3 separate regions of the Danio rerio genome follow, and all the other regions are linked to region 3. A link is a contact called in public Hi-C and HiCAR-type data. All regions are on one chromosome and are shown on one strand. Each heading gives the region's core, a stretch centred on a gene start, on an enhancer-like site or on the middle of the called end of the contact. The rest is flanking DNA. Distances are from core to core; before and after follow the strand shown. Region 1 holds the start of znf827 (zinc finger protein 827). Region 2 holds the start of lsm6 (LSM6 homolog, U6 small nuclear RNA and mRNA degradation associated). Region 3 holds the start of mmaa (metabolism of cobalamin associated A).

Evidence for each region. Hi-C and Micro-C count contacts between places; a contact is called where the count stands out from the background. HiCAR-type assays count read pairs that join an accessible place to other places.
Region 1: a Hi-C map of hematopoietic stem cells shows a contact between it and region 3, with 4 times the contacts expected there. The contact joins the promoter of znf827 here to the promoter of mmaa in region 3. A contact is called at or near these places in 4 of 18 Hi-C or Micro-C datasets (caudal fin, embryo, hematopoietic stem cells and 1 more) and 3 of 4 datasets of contacts at active chromatin or transcription factors (caudal fin, embryo and gastrula embryo).
Region 2: a contact with region 3 is called in a HiCAR-type map of caudal fin, with 4 times the contacts expected there. The contact joins the promoter of lsm6 here to the promoter of mmaa in region 3. A contact is called at or near these places in 1 of 18 Hi-C or Micro-C datasets (caudal fin) and 2 of 4 datasets of contacts at active chromatin or transcription factors (caudal fin and embryo).

The regions. Positions count from the first base shown.
Region 1 is chr1:39,300,393-39,303,742 of GRCz12tu, reverse strand. It overlaps znf827 (zinc finger protein 827), which reads left to right and starts at 1,598. Exons shown (of 13, transcript XM_073952597.1): 1 at 1,598-1,882. The coding sequence starts at 1,840.
Region 2 is chr1:39,344,684-39,347,795 of GRCz12tu, reverse strand. It overlaps lsm6 (LSM6 homolog, U6 small nuclear RNA and mRNA degradation associated), which reads right to left and starts at 1,841. Exons shown (of 4, transcript NM_001002077.2): 1 at 1,748-1,841; 2 at 1,301-1,399. The coding sequence starts at 1,394.
Region 3 is chr1:39,106,703-39,110,016 of GRCz12tu, reverse strand. It overlaps mmaa (metabolism of cobalamin associated A), which reads right to left and starts at 1,493. Exons shown (of 7, transcript NM_001105112.1): 1 at 1,313-1,493. It overlaps LOC137490024 (a long non-coding RNA gene), which reads left to right and starts at 2,096. Exons shown (of 9, transcript XR_012407181.1): 1 at 2,096-2,304; 2 at 2,474-2,637; 3 at 2,982-3,043; 4 at 3,137-3,314.

The sequences.
Region 1 (3,350 bases), core at 349-2,848, 190 kb before region 3:
ATAATATAATATAATATAATATAATATAATATAATATAATATAATTTAAAATAAAATAATATATTTCCCAGTGATAGTTTGCTGCCATTGGTTGCAGCTGGAAGGGCATCTTCTATGCTAAACTTATGTTGGAAAAGTTGGCGGTTCATTTCGCTGTGGTAACCTCAGATCAATAAAGGGACTAAGCTGAAAAGAAAATGATTGAATAATATAGTTAATATATATATAATATAGGGCATCATGGTGGTGCAGTGGGTAGCACGATCGCCTCATGGCAAGGAGGTCACTAGTTCGAGCCTAGACTGGGTCAGTTGGCATTTCTGTGTGGAGTTTGCATGCTCCCCCCGTATTGGCGTGGGTTTCCTCCAGGTTCTCAGATTTCTCTCACAAGTCCAAATACATGCACTATAGGTGAATTGAATAAGGTAAATAGGCTGTAGTGTATGTGTGTGAATGAAAGTGTCTGGATTTTCCCAGTGTTGGGTTGCGGCTGGAAGGGCTGATATAATATAAAATAATATAATATAATATAATATAATATAATATAATATAATATAATATAATATAATATAATATAATATAATATAAAATAATATAATATAATAAATTCAACAAGTTAAAAAGTATAAATATAAGTTTAAAATTGTTATACTTATTAATATATTTATAATTAATTATTATTGTGCATTACATAACATTAACTGTAACATTTATATTTTTTATCAAATCGTATTATTTTAAAATTATAAGTATTTAGTTAACAAAACTTATTTTTAAAATTGTAATAAACTAATTTTGTAACACTTTACGATAAAATCCCATTACTTAACACATTAACAATGAATAGAAGAATTGTTACAGTCATTATTTAATTGCTTGGTGATTTAATTTTTTATTACAATAATCATCATCTTCGTTGTTGTTGTCATAAGAAAGCTGTGAGATACAATAAAAATAACAAAAAGTAATAAAATACAGTTATTTTTTTTATTTGACAACTCTATACAATAATGTCTCGTTACTAGTTGATTTTAATCATGAAATGCATGAATTAGTATTACTAGCAATGGCCACTTGCATAGTCAAATACTACATTCATTGATAAACTCTTGGATTGTAATAACATATTAATAAATGCTGAAGTTAAAATATGAACAGCCGCGTTATAAAAGTATTTTTCACTGTTAGTTCATGTCAACAAGCAAAAAGTATTACAGTAAATTCAGTTTTACATTTGTAGAATCCAAAAAAAATGATAAACGTAAAATATTATACGTCATTTTAAATCTGATTTTACGTGTAAATCATTACATCACGTTGATAAAGAGCGTATGTTACGTGAAGATTTTCCCCCACCCCGTTTAATATTCATCAGTCAGAATCCATTTTATAAACGAATAAAAAAAATCCTTCGTGGTCAGTCAAGTATACACCCTGAAAGCTTGGGGGCACCTTGTCCCTTTCTCGTCTCTCTGTCGGGCGAGCTCCTCTCTCTGTGAGTGAGTGAGCGAGTGTGTGTGTGTGAGAGCGTGTGCGTGTGAGTGTGTGTGTGCGTGCGTGCGTGTGTGTGCTCTGCTGTTGCTGCCCTTTGATCCCTGCATTAGTGTTAGTTAGGGGCTCGGAGACACACACTTACAGAGAGCAGCCATAGTCAAGACACGGCAACAACAACAGCACCTCCTCCTCTACTCTTCCCTGTTCCCAACAATACACTTAACCGAGGACAGCCAGGTGCACGACAAGTCCCTGCCATCAGGCTCCCTCGCAAAATTTCAATGGGAAAAGACCTTTTTTCTTCATATCCCTAAACAAGAAGGAGAATGTGATAAAAGGGGGAAAATGCCAAGGAGGAAACAGGAGCAACCCAAGCGCCTGCCTTCACGTAAGTCGTTTTCTCGTTCCGCGCGATTTTAGCGCGTCTCTGTGTGTTTTGCGCAGTAGTTTAGGGTTAAAGAGGTGAAACAGACAAAGGCACGGCGGAGGTTATTTCTCCTTTTTTAGGTCTGTGCTAGGCAGCCATGTTGGCGATGAGGGGGCTAGCGGAGCGAGCGCACTAGCGGTGCCTTTAATTGCAGATAATCGATAAAGGTCCCGTTCCGCCTAAAGGTTGCGGCCAGTAAAGCTCGCGTTATCGCCGCTTATTTGGCGCTTATGGCCGCGCGTCTTTTCTTATATGTGTCCGTGCGAGCGAGGCAGAGTCGCGCGGAAGGGAAAGGGGAGGATCTGAGGATCTGGCCGCAATAAAATGAAGGGTCAGTCGGATCAGACTGAGAGCCAGACTCAGCCTTCCATCCGTGCCCCTGCCTTTACTTAGCTCCGGCGCTATCTAGCAGCAGCCCGCAACTTAAAAATGCACCCGAAACACGTTCGACCAACTTTCCGCCTTCCGCGGTCGTATGTGAAAGTGTGTGTTTGTCCGCGACTTTTTTTTTCCTTCTTTCTTTCTTTCGTTTGTCGAGCGGGATTTTTTTAAGCTGAGGTATTTTCTTCCACCCCTCCCAGTTCAGTGGGGTTCGTGTCTGCAGGCTGCCTGTGTCAAAGCCATGGTCGGTCACCTGAAGTTCAGGGTTTTTTCCTTCCTCATGCAGCCATTCATTGCAGACAATCTGCGATCAATAACGCACAAAGGCGAAACGCGTTTTTCTCTCGCGTCGAAGCGCGTTCGACTCGAACCTTGCGGCAGCCGCTGCGTTGCGCGCGTTGCGCTTGGAATTACTAATCGCGATATTTGTTCATTTGACCCTGTGTAGCTGGATGTTAACATTGTGCTTTTATCAGCTCGCTAATAACGGCTGCAGTTGCGTGTGCCGGCCGCTAGAGGGGACGTGATCTGTACAGTGTGGAAAACATTGATCAGAGGAATTGGCGAAATGTGGCTCTGTGGCGCTTTAAGTGCACGAAAGCGAGCGCTCGTAATGCATCTTCATGCGTGTCGGCGAAACGGCGCCTTTTGAGACTTTTTTGAAAGTCAGGGATGTTATCTTTTGAGAGTTTGCTGCTCTCTGGAGTCCCCTGTTTGTATTTTAGCTGCTTTACACTGTGGAATGTGTGCTCCATAACACGTTTGTTTACATCCACTTACCTTGTCACGGTGGTTTGTGCTCAGTTTAAAGAGTTCTTCAGCGGTAGTTCAATTCAGAGTAGCCTGCTTGGAAATGCTTTGAAATAAAATAAAGCAAATCACATTTTTTTGTAGTATTAGTGAATGTGGTTATGTTGGGTTAATGCTTGATGAATGTTTTACAGATTTCTGAAGAATATCCTAAATATACCTATAATAGCATGCTCTTAATACAACTTTATAAGTGTTGTCATTCATCAGGGGACGTGTGTGCGCGCGGTTTGCAAGT
Region 2 (3,112 bases), core at 592-3,091, 240 kb before region 3:
TCACAAAACTAGTGCATTTCTGCACAACAGTTAATGCATTTCTCAAAACAATTAGTTTAAACTGCAAAACCTAGATGATAAACTGCAAAAATGCGTCACATGCTCAAAATGGATAGTTCATTCCTCAAAAGCAAGTATTGATGTTAATCAAAGTGCCAGTATCATCAAAATGAAAAGTCCTGACACCATTGTTTATGAACAAGATAGTCACATGGCTTTGTCCTGTTTTCATGATGACAGTTTACTCTGTACATTTTTTCAATGCAAAAAAAGTCAGATTTTGTTGACACTTCCTGAAAATGCTCAAGACAACACTGCATACTATTTGCACAGCCATTTGAAAACTACAGTAAAGTTAGACATCACTGCATTTAGTGAGGAATCGGAGTACAACAAACTGAATATGTATGTTTCACATTTTAACTGTATATACTCTTTGCAATTCTAATTTATTCACACCATTGTGCAAAAGAATACATACACCCTTATTTACAACAAACAAACTCCCTTTGGGTAGAGTTGTGCACAACTGTACACAATATTGCAAAACATATAGGAACTGAAACTAAAATACACACAAGTCTATAAATCAATCATGAAATTGTTCAATTTTTTAGACATTATCAGGAAAATAAAGATTTAATTTTTTTTATAAAATATTGCTTAACAGATTTTGACAACTAGTTCAACATTTTTGTATGTAATGACTCAAGTAATGAAATGAAAACTATTTGTTTTATATGGAATGACTACTCAGAATTCACAAGTTTAGTTGACATAAGCAGATGATAATGTTATAAATATCAGAGAGTTGTATGAAAGTAATTGATGCATGTCCAAAAGCATCTGCAATGTGTTGGAAGGAATGAGAAACTGCTAATAGGATGTGCACAAATGACTAATTATTTTGAGAAATGCATTAACTGTTGTGCAAATGTAAATAGTGCTGTGAGAAATGCACCAAAGCCACTGAGAAAAACTGTAACTTGTTATATTTGGTCAGACCAGTGAAAAGTTTCGGGCCAGTAAAAAAAAAATCTTTAGCGTTGAATCCTGGAATATAAAACTTACTTTACCTGACACAACTTTATCCATATTTAACTTGCATGTGGCAGTGAACTTGTAATAAATTACAATAAGGAAATTATGTTGTTTTCTTCAAGATTGACTTCCAAACCATCCTATTTTATTACCTCCAACACAACAAATATGATCAGTCCCTTCATGCATACCCTCGATAACTTGTAAATGATAAATGTAAAATACAAACATAAAAACAACCGCATATTTCAGTTTGTACCTCTGTAATCGACACCAGAGTTCAGTTTCACCACCACTGGCCTCCCAATGATCTGCTTCAGGAAATCACTTGGTGTCTGCTTTCGGAGACTCATTTTAGCTGAAAATGAATGACAATGAAGTTTATGAATAGCTCTTATAAAAATGAACCATGGCTGCATTGTTAACAAAAAGGATGTGACAATAACAACAAAACGTACTAAAGACGTTTATTTTAAACCACATAAGGGGTTTCCAGAAGAGGTTTAACCTTATTTGTTTGGAAATTGCCGGTGAACGTTATCGATAAGCGGCTAATTTAGCATGCTAGCATTCCAACCCAACGTATCACTTAATAAACGTGTCATCGTATATCTAGCAAGGTAACTACAGTGCTGCAGTTTTTTAAAACCCCACTAACGTCGAATGCATTCTTATATTAAAGCATACAACATTTAACGTTATTTACCTATGTCGTTTAGCAACGTTAACCGCACGTTTCGACTGAGCGACTGCTGACCAATGAGCTCGTCCGCTTATTCTAGTTCCATGGTGTGTACACCATTCAGCCAACCAGATGCTTCGTTAGAAAGCCAGTGTACGGAAGCCGACAAGATAGCGTTATCTCCTTTGACAAAGAATGCGTAGTGGAAAAAAGAGCCAGATCGACGGTGGCAGTAAAGACGGGGAATCGTCGCTTTTGCTACATTAGGACATAAAATCGTTAGACAAACAGAAGAATGACAGATGAGCTGATAAAAATGGACGAACAAACAGACGTATAGAAACCTAGACTGACAGACAGACAGACAGACAGACAGACAGACAGACAGACAGACAGACAGACAGACAGACAGACAGATAGATAGATAGATAGATAGATAGATAGATAGATAGATAGATAGATAGATAGATAGTCTGTCTGTTTGTCAAAGTATTTTGTGTACATTGTGTATAATAAGCAACTTCAGGTTGTAGTTGAGGTGTGGCTAAAACATGTAGGAAAAAAGAAGATCCTGTATAGCCAAAAGAGAGAGAGGGAGATGGGGAAGAAAAAGCTGTCTTTTGTTCACAGGCAGAGGAGGGGATGCACCTGAGAGACAGAATCATAAAGCACTTCTGGCGCATCCAGACAGTTTGCTTGTTAGCAGGGCATTGGTAGCCCTGAGGAGGCTAGAGGTTAATTTGGTATCTGGTGCTGTGTTAAACTAAGGTCAGCGCTACAAGTCCTTAAGTCATAAACAAGTGTGGTTAAGAGCCGTGTACACACCTAGGCACGAGTTAATGAATATTCAATGAGTATTTTTCCCCTTGTTGCCAGAGTTCACATCCTAAAGGAGGGTTAAGAGAGAAAAATGTGATCTAATGCATTTTCCTATCAAAGCAATCATTCATTTAAGGAAAAAAAGGAAAGAAATTGAACGAGTTTACAGATTTTTCGGTTGTGGCACACAGCACCGGGATTTTCAGTTGTAAACAAATATGGAATATCATGACAAGGAAGCTGACACAAGCACTATGATGCTTTCTTGACTACTGGAAAAGCGTGAATGGCTTGGCTTGTTAAGCGATACTGAATAAAACACAATAGAGCTCTACAGACACAGAAAGCATTTCACAAGCTTTTTATCTTTCAGTTTTGCCTGTTGCTTGGTAGAAGATGATTCTGTCCGTCTCACATAAAGAGGGCATTTTAACCTTAATGTGCTGTCCTTCAAAAAGTTTTCAACTTAACATTTTGTAGACTGATGTGAATGTGCATAAAATTTTGACTGGGAACAAATAAAAAAAGCATTTGCTTTTCCTCAGTCAGCACAGACAATCCACTCTCACC
Region 3 (3,314 bases), core at 244-2,743:
AATCAAAAACAATGCATCAAAGGCAATGTTGCTTCACATGTACAAGACTGTGGTAAAAGGTTGAAAGAAATGCAGTTTCCAATTTCTTTTTTATATAGAAAATATGTTATTTTGTGTGTTTTTTCACCAAATCAGTAACATTGTTTATGAATTTGAAAATTAAGGAGTTAAAATCCTATAGTTTTCTAAACAATTTAGTAGTTTTGCTCAGGACTGTGGTTGATTAGCAGATTTGAACCAAAAAATGTATCTGATGCATTTTTACAGCAGTTTAATTCAATTGATGTTTTCATCCCGAACATAACAAAGGGTAGTAAATTTGCCCAGAGTGTATTGTTGAGTTTTGTTTTGTTTTTTTATTCAAAGCATTTTCTTAAAATATGTCTAAAAATAGATTTGTCACCAAAAATCATTCTGCTAGCTGAAACACAGGAAAGGTTATGGCTAAATTAAGACACAAAATCATCCCAGAGTGGATGAAAACATCCCCAACAGTACATAAGGGTTAAGAGCCTTGGGTACATATGAGCACATAAGTAAACACACAATTCTCCATTTCAAATGACCACAATGAATAGTCTGAAAGTAGAATACATAAAATAAAACAGATTAAGGCTTTTGAAAATAAACATTTAACTGACTGTATTTGAGAAAGAAAATAATAATATTGAAATAATATTTTTTTGCTATTCCCAGTTATTGTCAATTTTATATTGTAATAATAGTCAATCAGACAAAAGAGTAGGAAATAGATTACATTGTTGTAAATTACAATGTCTCTAGTTTGAGAACAAATGTTTGTAGTTAATGAAAAATAGATTTTCTGCAGTAAATCTTTCAGAGAATACAAAAAACTTATTTATTTGTTATTATATTTGTTAGGTTGCTTAAATTGACTTCAGTCCAACATTCTAGTAAATACCATAAAATAGCACTTTAATTAATTGAATTACTAGCTCTTTAAAAGAAGTCAATCAATACAAAAAAAATCAAAGTATAGGGGACTTAAAAGTTACCATACTTGCTTATAATTATTAACCATACAATAAACTTGCAATAATAATTTACTAACGTGCCAGCGGTAAAACTACACTTCTGATTCTCTTGGTTTTTAACAATTTCGAAATACCTTTAGTTCGTTATATATAGTTTACGCCGTTAAGAAAAACTCCCAAATATTATGGTGGAAAATAATAATTTCGACAACATCAGTTCATAACATGTAAACATTGCAGAAATGAAAGCGTGTTCAAGTCGTGTAAGACAAAACGACAGACAATCTGGAATAAAAACAATAACAGTCAAATCTCACCAACTTTTCTGACACCATATCTTAACCTTAATTCCATCTACACTCCAGGTTCTATCTTCATTTAGCGATATTGCTGAATTTGAGAAATCTTTAGTCATGTATCTCATGTGGTTTCTCCATGTCAGCTGTGACACCAGCGCTGCTGCTGAGGTCGTGTAAGCGGATGCCAATTTTTTTAAAAATAAAAGTTTTCTCTCTCCAAAGTTAAAGTCCCTTGTCGAAAATGGGAATTATAATAATATAATAATAATAACAATATATAAAAATATAATAATTACCTACCCGATTATTATTATTATTTTTTTAAATAATCCTAATGAATAAAGATGCTAACTTCTATGTTTTTGGTCAGATGCTCAGTTCTGTTTGCTTAAGTTCCACACTCTTTATGAAATAAATGAAATACGTATTTTGACGAAATCTATATGAAAATAAGTAAAATAAGTGATCCTTTTAAATTGTATTCTATTTTAACTTATCAAAAACATTTAAACAATTAACAATTGGAAAAAAATCTGTGGCATAAACATTTTGATAAAAACCTTTGGTAGATAGATTAAAAAATAGTTAGATTTATTTACAGTTTACACACAGTTTATCATGATTAATATGTGATTAATAACTACAAACAAATAATTTAATTCCATTTATTTTTAGAAGGAGCAGAAATAAATACAAAAATAAATGGGAAATTTTAGATTGTTACTGTCGGCACTGTTCAGATAACGTGATGTTTGGCGCCCTCAAGAGGTTGTAAAATGAGATGCAACCATAAAGAAAATCGCATCAAAAGAATCCCCTCCAGCTTGATGAGAGCTGTCCTGTTAGTGAGGAGGGTGCTAGAAGAGACCAGGAGGTAAGGAGACCGGGAGAAGTGGCGAAAGAAAAGGAGATTTTGGAAGAAGCTGGTCTGTTTCTCCTTTCTTCGCCCAAAACCTGGTAAAGAAAGCTCAGGGTGAGAATGGGGAGCAGCAGAGTGAGAGAAAGAAAAGGTAAAGCAGGAGGCGGAGGCAGAGGCAGAACCTTCTACTTGTTGTAACGTTATGTCAGTAACTAAAGTAATATAAATGATCGTCATAGCTTTAAACATTATTGTGTCTGTAAACATATGTATTATTAATAGCGTTGACGTGTTTTTGTGTGTGTTTTTCTTTTAAATAGTGATTTGTCAATTTCCCTCTTTGGATCAAACCATTGTACGATAACACATGCACTGTCGAGGATTGTGTCCACCAGAAAGGCACTTCATCAGTAGACCAGCAGATTCAGGAGCAGAGTGAGGAGGTGACGCAGGACGTACGCTGAGGCAGAACCTTCCACTAACGGTAAATCTCTTTATTTTTTGCATGACTGGACTTAATCACGAAAAAAGAAAACAAAATCAATATAGCTTTAAGCATTTGAAGAGTTCAGATGCAGTTTTCTCTGAAAATGTCATCAGAAATGTTCTTCTAAAATCTGAATTTTTCTTGGTCTCATTAGTTAGTTATCTGCCTAACTAACTATATTTATGTGTTATACTTTGTCTCATTTAACATAATTCAAGTTCTTATTTAAACGGTCAGACTAATCAAACATGCTAAAAATTCATGAATGAAATTTCAATTCTGAAAGGATTAATGTTCTGAAATAATATGCAAACTGTCACAAATTGTGTTCTGTTGATCAGGTGTTGGTCAAGTTTGCCTGGAAAATAGAGGGCATGGAATCTCCAGATTTTAAGTAGACTGTGTACTATATGTGATCTCTTTCTTTATCAATGTTAATCATAGACTGAAAATTATTTCTCAATAAACAAATCATAAACATTTTCCTGTTCCTCAGGAAATCAGCCTGACACTCAAAGCCAATGAAGGTCTCAGCTCATCCAACATCATCAAGTTGCTGGACTGGTAGAAGCTCTCTGACCATTATATTATGGTCTTGCTGCACCCCTTGTCGTAACAATGTCTCTTTGACTTTTTGGAGAGCTATAGGAGCATCTCAGTTGAAGCGTTTGCAT